3 separate regions of the Sus scrofa genome follow, and all the other regions are linked to region 2. Evidence: chromatin contacts called from public targeted proximity ligation data. All regions are on one chromosome and are shown on one strand. The core of a region is the stretch at or near the end of the contact, and the rest is flanking DNA. Distances in the headings are between cores, read along the strand shown.

Region 1 (3,183 bases), core at 488-2,987, 71 kb before region 2:
CAGAGGCTGCTGGAGCCCAGAAGCCCGGCGTTTCCCACACCTAATTCCACACCCTGCTCATTCTCAGGGCAAGTTTATGCCCTTACCCCTCCTGCCATATTCTTTGTCTATAGGATTTCCCAAAATACGAGCCTTTCCTCCCTCTCCTCCAGCCCACCGCAGCTTCCGCTCTCCCCTAACCCCAGACGGCTCCGCCACGGGGACTTGACCCTTTTCCAAACTTTTAGAGGCACAAGTGCTCCAAAAACAATCCGATCGGAGTTGGGTTCCTTCCTTAGTATTCCAGAGATGCCTGTTTTCAGCATCCAAAGACGAATGTTTTAAAAGTGTTTGTTTTACTTCGTTCCGGTTTAAAAATTTGTTTCAGCCTCGGGAGACGTCCGGCCGCGATGCTTCCCGGTGCGCCCGGGTCGGCGCCGGCCCCGCGCGCACTCCCTACCTGGCTCAGGCGGGACGAAGCTGCGTTCGCGGAGCTTCGGGTCTGGACTGCGCGCTCGGCATCTTGCAGCTGCTGCCCGGGACTGACTGCGCTGCGCTCTCAACTTACTCCCTCCTCAGCCGCACACTCCAATGGCCAGCGCGGCCAGCTGAAGTCGCCGAGCGCCCCGCAGAGGCCGAGTGGCTTCTTTAGGAAGGGACCGGGAGGCGGTGAGTGCCTCAAGCCCTCCCCCCCCCACGTCCTCCGCCCGCGACGGGTGGCCTCCGGATCTCTGCCGCTGAGACTACTGTCCAGGAAAGATCTAGAGCAGAAACACAGACACGCACAGTCAAAAAGAACCCCTCCTCCCCCACAAGCAGCTAAAAGAGGAAAAAAGGGGGGCGGAGCCTCGTGCCCCCTGGACTCTAATGTATAAATCACGGTCCTCGCCCAGCTCGCCGCCACTCCCAGGCGGTGGGGACCGTTCTCTGAGCCTTAGAAAAGAGAAGAGGTGAAGAGCCTTTGGAAACTTTTCAGCAGAAAAGTCTTAGGGAACAGAGGCGTCTGTGGTGCCCCTCGACGCTCCTCCCCCCACCCCACCGCCCCCCGCAGCCCTGGGGGGACCCGAGTCGCGAGATTGTGGCAAGGCGTCCCCGGGACCGCTTCGGGTGCAGACAGAGGAAAGTGGCGCCGCGTCCCCGCCGCGTCCCGGCCGCGCTCTGGGGAGGAGAGGTAGGGGGACGCAAGCAGCCTAGAAGGGACAACGGCCCGGACGGGTTCCTGCACTTCTGCCCACCTCCACCCCTCACCCCTATGTCGCTACTGCCTGGAAACTTGCGGTCTGAGGGGCAGAAAGTGGCTTTCGCGGGGCGCAGAGGGAAATGGGCCAGCGCTGGGCGAGGTGTGAGGTGGGGGTTCCCCTCACTCAGCTGGGCGCAAAATCAGGCCCTGTGTCCCAGATTCTGGCCAGTGGGGAGGCCTTTGAGGAGGTGGGCAGCTGCTGCGGGCCGAGAGATTTCAACAGCCTGGGCAGCTCAGGGGTTTCCGAAGGGAAAGATGCTGCCAGGCCTAGACCAGCCTAGGCCTGCTGCCACCCAGCCCGGGGAGGGGGGGGGGCAGGTGCCCTTCTCTCCCCTTCTACCTGGGAGGGCCCCAAACCTCAGTGCCCACACTAGCTCACTCCCTTCTTTCTCTTGGATGCGACTTCAGAACAGAAGACTGAGGGGCGGCCTTGTCCTCTCTGCCTGGGTGATAAGCGCAGGCACCTCTGCCCTGCCCTCCTGCTGCAAGGACCGTTTCCGTCCAGTTCCCATCCAGTCTGCGGTCTCACCGGCTTCCCATGCCGGCAGATGTGAGCGCAAAACTCCGTCGGGTAGTTTCAATTGACACAGAACAGACACACCCTGTACCTGAATGACTCAGAAGGAGGCTGAAAGAATAAACAACTGGCTTCTGGGATCTTATGACTTTGCAAAGGGGAAAAAAAAAAAAAATCAAATGACAGTTAGTACACACTTGTCCCAAAAGACATCATCAACGGTCTTGCAGCCAGCACACACCCACCGCAAATTTGACAACAGTCTGTGCCGACCGTGTAGAAATTAAAATAACGGTCCTCTAGACTCTAGAAGCAACTCTGGGTCTGAGGCCGTATTTCACTTCAAAGGGAAGATATCCTGTCTACTCAGCACAACATGCTGGATGAAGCTGGCACCCTTCACCCCATCCATTAATTTAAAGGGAAAGGAACTAAAGTAAATTGCACAACCCAGACTGTATCAGACATGTGATAAACTATGGAATTCAACACGACTACTCTGTGAAGCAAGCATTGTTGGCCATTTTGTGGATGAAGGAAAATTCAGACAGTTTAAATCCACAGCTAGTGATTGGCTGAGCTAGGTTCCAAAATGTATGTGTGTACGAATTTACATATTTATTCATTTTGCATTTCAGGGCTGCACCCATGGCATATGGAAGTTCCCAGGCTAGGGGTCGAATTGGAGCTATAGCTGTCACAGAAACTCAGGACCCAGGTTTCAACTGCAACCTACACCGAAGCTCACAGCAACTTCAGATAGTTAACCCACTGAGCAAGGCCAGGGATCAAACCCACTGAGTCTTCATGAATACTAGTCAGTTACATAACCCACTGAGCCACAAGGGGAACTCCTGGTTCCAAAAATTAAATACTGCAAATGCCATGTCAAATGCCTTCAGTATACAGTTAGGGGGTTCTCTGTGATACAATGTCTTGACAATGGAAGTCTTTGTAAAACCATTTGTTTCCTGACTACGCAAGTGTTACACATATTCACATATTTAATCCTTACCATGTCCCTACAAGTTGGTACTGTGCATATTCTGATTTTACAAACGAGGAAACTGCATCCCAGACATATTAAGCAACTTGATTAGTGTGGGCTTTGACCATAGATGGGCTGCAGATTCTTAACCATTTCTCCCAACCACCACGATAAACCTCAACCATGTCAAAGAATTGTGTTGGTGGAAGTCAGTCCTTTTCTTGTGAATACTGGTGACAAGGACAAGATGCAATATTGATTCAGTATTTAGAGCTCAAATACTTTGCAGATGATGACTTAGCAAAATTCATCCTTAGCAGACAGCTATGAGATATAAAATGTAGATGACCACCCTGGCCAAACTAGAAAGAAGGCAACAACGTTCTTTACAGTAAAGGCTTCCTTGCCAGTTTCAAGCCTCTGGTTCCCACACATATCTCTTCCCATTACTCTCAGGAG
Region 2 (3,376 bases), core at 324-2,823:
GCATGTTCAGGTCTGGCCAGAATTTTTTTCATACTTCTTTGCCAGCTAGAGAACATTTGGATGGTTCGGGACCTTCCCTCTGGCTAATGGTCAGCAGTCTTCCAAAATGTCTTTACTTTTTTAACAATAATCCAACTTTTTTAGGGCCACACCTGCGCATATGGAGGTTCCCAGGCTAGGGATTGAATCGGAGCTGTAGCTGCTGGCCTATGCCACAGCCACAGCAACGCCAGATCCTTAACCACTGAGCAAGGACAGGGATCGAACCTGCAACCTCATGGTTCCTAGTCAGATTCGTTTTCGCTGTGCCACGATGGGAACTCCAACAATAATCCAACTTTTGAGGTCTTGAGAAAGGATGAAATGCGACCTGTTAGGAGGGATCCTTGAAATAGAAAGATTCACCATATATATGTTATTGATTTCATAATATTCATGTGAATTAATTGTGAATTTTTACAAATTTAATGTGAGAAAGGGCAAAACACAGCTCTTGTAATGAGTTAAAATAACAGATTACATTTACACTGAGCTGAGGCATTTCAGGAAAATGTGCACAGAGCCCTTTGACATATAGGACTTCCTCTCACTCCGACGTCCTTGCTACCCCCTCCCTAAAACAAGACGCCATTGACCTCATTTCTTTCTGAAATGGCTCTTTAAAAAAAAAAAATGCAATTGCTTCTCACAGAAAACATATACTATATAGCTACATGATAAAAACTCAACTACCAATGTACATAAAATACACACTGAATTCAACTTAAGAAAATTTCCCCAAATAGTCACATAAGTTGTTTGGGACCAGACAGACAAAACAATAGCTGACTGAATTTTTCCCCTTTCACCTAATCGTTTTTGGTCATGGAAAGACATAGGCAGAGCTCGGCTGAACACCCATCTTTCATTCTCTGCAGCTCCATTCAAGGATTCACCCTGCACAGAGTGTGCTAGAGTAAGGAAGTTCAAATTGACATTAGGAATAATGCTAGTGGCGGTAGCATTTTAGCTGGAAAAAAAGAATTTCTGGGATTCTGGAAAGTTGTCTATAGAACTGAAAAATAGGATGATTTGGCAGCGCATTAGCATATTAGGACGAAAAAAGATCAGGAACACAAACTGAAGTAAAACAAAAAGATGGAACTACTTATAATAAATGAAAGAGAAGAAAAGACAGTCATAACTGAATGAAGATTTCTATTTTCTGGTGTCATATATATAAAATCAAATCTCCCACTTAAATATGCTAGAGGACTAAATAGCTGGTTGGCTTCTGCTCTGCTCTAAATCAAAGACAGTGTACATGGCAAAGGAAAAGCTTGTAATTACTGTTTCCTCTCTTTATAGAGTATGGGTCATTGCATTTCACCTCTCAAGAGAAAAAAGTACCAGATTTATGAGGGCTCTTTCCTCCTCACCTCATCCCTAGACCCAGTTTAAGCCTTAATCCTCATCTCTTCAAAGAGTACAGCATTTCAATTCATTTCAAAGCACTGGGTTGGTGCTGATGAGACTGGGACCAAAATTAAAAAAAAGAGATTAGCTATGCTGAGATAAGTACTGCAAGAGCAGTGAACCGACCAGCCAGCCTATGTAGAAGTTGCCTACTGCTGTTTACAGGAAATTGTACAAAGCACAGTACTGGAACAGAGGAACGGGGCATACGTCATAGGCTTTGAAGATGGAGAAAAAATGTCTGTGTCAAATAAATTAAGGATCCCCCCACCAAAGGAAACAGAAATTAAGACATTCAAATATATATGTTTCACATACACATGCACAAACTGAGCACATAAAAAGAACTCCTTAAAACCTAATTTAAAATAAAAAATAATACAAAGCTATATTACAGCAGTTGTAGCGCTTTATTCCTCTACAAGAGATAATAAACTTTATGCTGTGCCCATGACAGCAATGACAATTAACTGTTCCAAAGACCTGACCACTAAACACTTTTTTGAAAAATATGAAAATAATTACATCAGCATATGGACTCTGGAAAATTTCTTCTCCGGTAATAAGGTCAGATGGACATTTCCTGTTTCACATTTCTAGTACACGTTGTCTCTTAGACAATAATAGTGTGAAACAATAGTTTGGCATGGGTTCAATGCATACTAAGAAATGCCCTGGCCCTTGAAACCTGGGATGAGTTCGACTCAAATGGCAGAGATCTCAGTGACGACAAGAAAGGCAGACTGTCTGGGGCGTGGTGGCCCTAGAGAAGAAGATTCAAGAAGCCCATCTAGACTTCATCTTTGATGTTTCTTGACCAGCGAAGAGTTCTTTTGTTTTGTTTAATGTGTACATTTACACAGATAGCAGTTAGGCTCGTGTCTGCATAACCTGGCTTAAAAAAACTGTGTGCGAGTTCCCGTTGTGCCTCAGCAGGTTACGAACCTGACTAGTATCCATGAGGATGCGGGTTCCAACCCTGGCCCTGTTCAGTGGATTAAGGATCTGTTGGTGCCATGAGCTGTGGTATAGGTCGTAGACGTGGCTCCGATCTGGCATTGCTGTGGTGTGGCATAGGCAGGCAGCTGTAGCTCCAATTCAACCCTTAGCCTGGGAACTTCCATATGACACAGGTGTGGCCCTTAAAAAAAAAAAAAAAATTGTTTGCCAGGCAAAACTGCAATACAGAAAAAGAATGAATGAGCAATTCCTCCTGAATTGCTAACCAAGACTGGCCCCTGCTTCTATTGCTCAACCTCCTGTTCCTGCTCTAAACAATTAATCCAGGTGACATGAGCTCCTTCCTGATCCTCACCAAACTCCGCAACCACTGGAAATCCTGAGCCTATCTATGGGCCTTATCACTCCCTTGAACCCCATGAGACAGAGCCACCCAGTAATGGGCCCCTCCTAAACTTGGTGGTTCAGGCACCCATCTTCTCTGATGCCAAACTGGTATCCTCAATACATTCTGGCATCAAAACCACTTGTGAGAATATTTAGGCCAGTCATTTCCAATGACATCTCTCATCTCTAATCCTCTGCTACTCAGTGATGGACGGTAGGCGGAGAGAACATTCTAAATAGAGCAGAGGATGCAGAGGGGTTAACAGGTGGACCAGCATACAGAATTAGGAGCGGCAGAATCTGAGCCAAGAAGTTACAAAGCAGAAGGACAGTGGGGAGGAGGGTGGCCTTCCACCCAGTGCCAGAGGATGACAGGGATGCAGGGATGGGAAAGCTGGAGGTCATCCTGGACCAGTGCCCCTCTTTCACTCGCCACACACCATTCGTCCCCAAGTCTTCCTCTTTTTTATTACAGGAAATAAGACATCTGCTGTTTTCTCTTTCTTTTCTTCCTTCCTTTGGCTTTTTGGGGCTGCACCCATGGCATATGGAAGTTCCCAGGCTAGGGGTTGCA
Region 3 (3,281 bases), core at 577-3,076, 110 kb before region 2:
CAGTCAGGGCCAAGAGCCACCAGGCTAAGGAAGAAAAAATATATAATAGGGAATCTGTTACGGAACGAGAAGTTCATCTCCAGTGAACTTAACCTCAGCAAAATTTCCCAGCTGCTGGGTCCCTATCCTCTGTCCCCACTCAGTCCTTCAGATCCCTTGATATCCCCAGAGACCCAGCAGCATCTTTGCTCTGCTCCCCCCACGTTGTGCTGTGATTCACCCTTTGGTTACAGCAGCCAAACATCCTTAAAGCCGAAAACGTAGAATCAGGCCTTTTCCTGGAGCTTTTGCTTTCTTCTGGTCTCTGAGGCCTGATACCAAGAGCAAATTCAAATTTTTGTTTGTTTTTGCCCCTCCCGTAGCATGCAAAAGTTCCCAGGCCAGGGATCGAACCTGCATCGCAGTAGCGACTGGAGCCATAGCAATGAAAACCTGACAGGTCCTTAACCCTCTGTGCCATGAGGGAACTCCTCAAATGGTTTTTGTTTGTTTGTTTGTTTCTGCATAGCCACATAGTCTAAGAATCATTTATTTTCTATCAAATCAAAATTGTAGGTTAAAGAGTCTTAAAACACCCTAGTGAGAAAGAAGATTTATAGATAAGCTAGTCAACTATGGTGTAGGCAGATAGATGGTCTCAGTTTAGTGACATGTAAGTGAAATTGCACATGGAACTCCAACCTTTAAATAAATAAGATGCAATACACAACAGGGTGAATGCTATGTTGCTATTTGTGTTAGGAAAAGAAAAGAGGTAAGGCAGCGTGGAGGGCGGGTAGGCGATTGCTAGAACAGAAATAAGAGTGTGAAAGCGTGACACTGGTCTCTGACTTCTCACTGCTTACTCTTTTTTTTTTTTCTTTTTTTTTCTTTTTAGCTCTGCACCTGTGTCATATGGAAGTTCCCGGGCCAGGGGTTGAATTGGAGCTGCAGCTGTGGCCTGCACCACGACTTGCAAAGCTGAGGCAACAGCAGACCCTCAGCCCACTGAGTGAGGCCAAAGAGCAAAGCTGCATCCTCACAGAGATCAGGTCCTTAACCCACTGATCCACAATGGGAACTCCCCAGGGCATACTCTTTTGTACCTCTTGGGTTTTTGAATAGTGTGCATGGATCACCTACACTTTTTTTTAACAGTTAATTTTTGTCGTGGAGCTTGTTCTGCTTGGAGCAGGGGGCATCTCACCTTGCCCCCGCTTCCCCTCACCCTAAACCCCTCACTCCCAGATGAAGTCCTAACAAGACTTTTAATCCCATGACATTCCTTGGGGATGCCCTCTGCAATAGGATCGGATTAGAGACCTGCTGAACGTTTTCAACCCTGCATTTTTTAGCTAGAATTGATGCCCAGAGAGGGCAAGTGACTGGCTCAAAGTCACACAGCTAATGAATGAAGCTAAACCTCCTGATTCTTTCTTCAATGTTTTTACCGTATGTCCTTAAACATTATCCCTTCCACACAGCAGATCAGACAGTTATTGAACTTCTACAACTATGCCTGAGAGATACCATTAATACAAGCATGCAAGTGGCAGAGAAAACTTATTGACCAGACACCAAACAAGTAAGCACAAGCCTCGCTGCCACGCTATTGATTACATGGCAATAGCAACCCTCACCACTAGTGAAATTTTACTCTATTAACAGCCTCACACTATAAAGGATTATGTAGTTTATTTGGATATTTTTTGGCATGAGTCACAAGACAAACATTTGGAAAATGAAAGCACCATATGCAGAAAGCAGCCTTACTCTTTTGGCGGGAGGGGGCGGGGATGGAGAGGCGATCGGCACAACCTCAACGACCACTAGGTGGCAATAGTGTCCTAACAACACTAAGCAGCAGGCCTGGCACTCTTAGAAAGTGAACGGTGAATCAATACCCCACAATTGACCCACCTGGCTACCCCCAAAGCCTTGAGACTCAGAAAGTGTTATTAGTAAAAGTAATAATCCCTTTATCGCTTGATAATTTATGTCCTCTATTATAACAGCCAAGAACGCTTTAGTTTATCTCAAAAAGCAGGCTCAAACCAGCAGCCCTTGGGCAGAACCTGGTCAGCAGCACTGTGTTTGCCTAGGGCAGTGTTTGGCTTTGTTGTTTTGTTGTAATCCAAAATGCCTTTAGGTGGGGCAGGCCTTTGCCAGTTTGCCAGAACACCCACCACTCTTTAAGGTCTTATTTTAGGCTCTTCCCTACAGTTGCGTGACTCCTGACTGTATTGGAGATTGGGATTCCTGCTGCAGTGTCTTTCTTAAATGCACAATGACGCCACAATTCCAAACTAACTGATCCACCCAATTATCTCAGGCTTTCCCACCTCCAGAGATCTTTTCTCGAGTCACTCCTCCCCCAAGGCTCTCCTCCAGGGCCTGTCTTTTTCTTGCGATCCTTCTTAGTTTTTCTTTTTTTCTTTTTACAGCTGTGCCTGCAGCATATGCAGTTCCCAGGCTAGGGGTCGAATTGGAGCCACAGCTGCTGGCCTGCCAACCACAGCCACTCCAGATTCAAGCCCCGTCTTCTACCTATACTGCAGCTTGTGGCAACGCTGGATCCTTAACCCACAGAGCCAGGCTAGGACATTATGTCAGATTCTTAACCCACTGAGCCACAGAAGGAACTCCCCTTCTCATTCTTGAAGGCCCAGATTCAATGTCACCAGGGTGAAGTTCATTTCCCCCAATCTGTGGCTCGCAGAGCCTGTATACTTCCTGGTCTGTGCTCTTTTTCTGCTCCGTCCCACTAGCTGTTTTTCATATGCCTCAGCTCTTTGTAAAGTTCTCTGCGGGAAGTAAAGAGATGTCTCACTGTTCTGGGTGTGTGTAACAGCGCCCCACCCAGCGTTTCATTTGTTCCCACTCAAAAACTATGCCAACACCTTCTATGGGGACTGACAAGAGACAGGATGGGAGTTCTTCTGTGGTGCGGCGGGATAAGGCTCTGGCATTGTCACTGCAGTGGCTTGGACCTCTGCTGAGGTGCAGGTTCAATCCCTGGCCCAGGAATTTCCACATGCCACAGACACAGCACACAAATAAATAAATAAATAAAGCAAGAGAGAGAAATAGTATGGCTTAGGAAAGTCTTTTATAGATGACCTTTAAAGAAATATAATTTATTGATGAAAGCATATGAAAAATCAGAACTAAGCTGGATTTCCCATTGTGGCGCAATGGAAGCAAATCCGACTGGTATCCATGAGGATTCAGGATCGATCCCTGGCCTCGCTCGGTGGGTCAGGGATAAGGTATTGCTGTGAGCTGTGGTTTTAGGTTGCAGA

Evidence for each region.
Region 1: a targeted proximity ligation map of skeletal muscle shows a contact between it and region 2. A contact is called at or near these places in 2 of 5 promoter capture datasets (both in liver), 13 of 47 Hi-C or Micro-C datasets (alveolar macrophages, blood, brain and 7 more) and 1 of 2 datasets of targeted methods (skeletal muscle).
Region 3: a contact with region 2 is called in a targeted proximity ligation map of skeletal muscle. A contact is called at or near these places in 5 of 47 Hi-C or Micro-C datasets (alveolar macrophages, blood, liver and 2 more) and 1 of 2 datasets of targeted methods (skeletal muscle).

What each region holds. Positions count from the first base shown.
Region 1 is chr4:117,067,987-117,071,169 of Sscrofa11.1, forward strand. It overlaps S1PR1 (sphingosine 1-phosphate receptor 1), which reads right to left and starts at 1,738. Exons shown (of 2, transcript XM_021090128.1): 1 at 440-1,738. LOC110260372 (a long non-coding RNA gene) reads left to right here and starts at 1,063. Exons shown (of 2, transcript XR_002343565.1): 1 at 1,063-1,150; 2 at 1,628-2,529.
Region 2 is chr4:117,138,913-117,142,288 of Sscrofa11.1, forward strand. The region is part of intron 4 of LOC106508363 (a long non-coding RNA gene); the gene reads right to left. Among named protein-coding and RNA genes, the nearest start is that of S1PR1, 71 kb to the left of the region's middle.
Region 3 is chr4:117,024,930-117,028,210 of Sscrofa11.1, forward strand. No RefSeq gene overlaps it. Among named protein-coding and RNA genes, the nearest start is that of S1PR1, 43 kb to the right of the region's middle.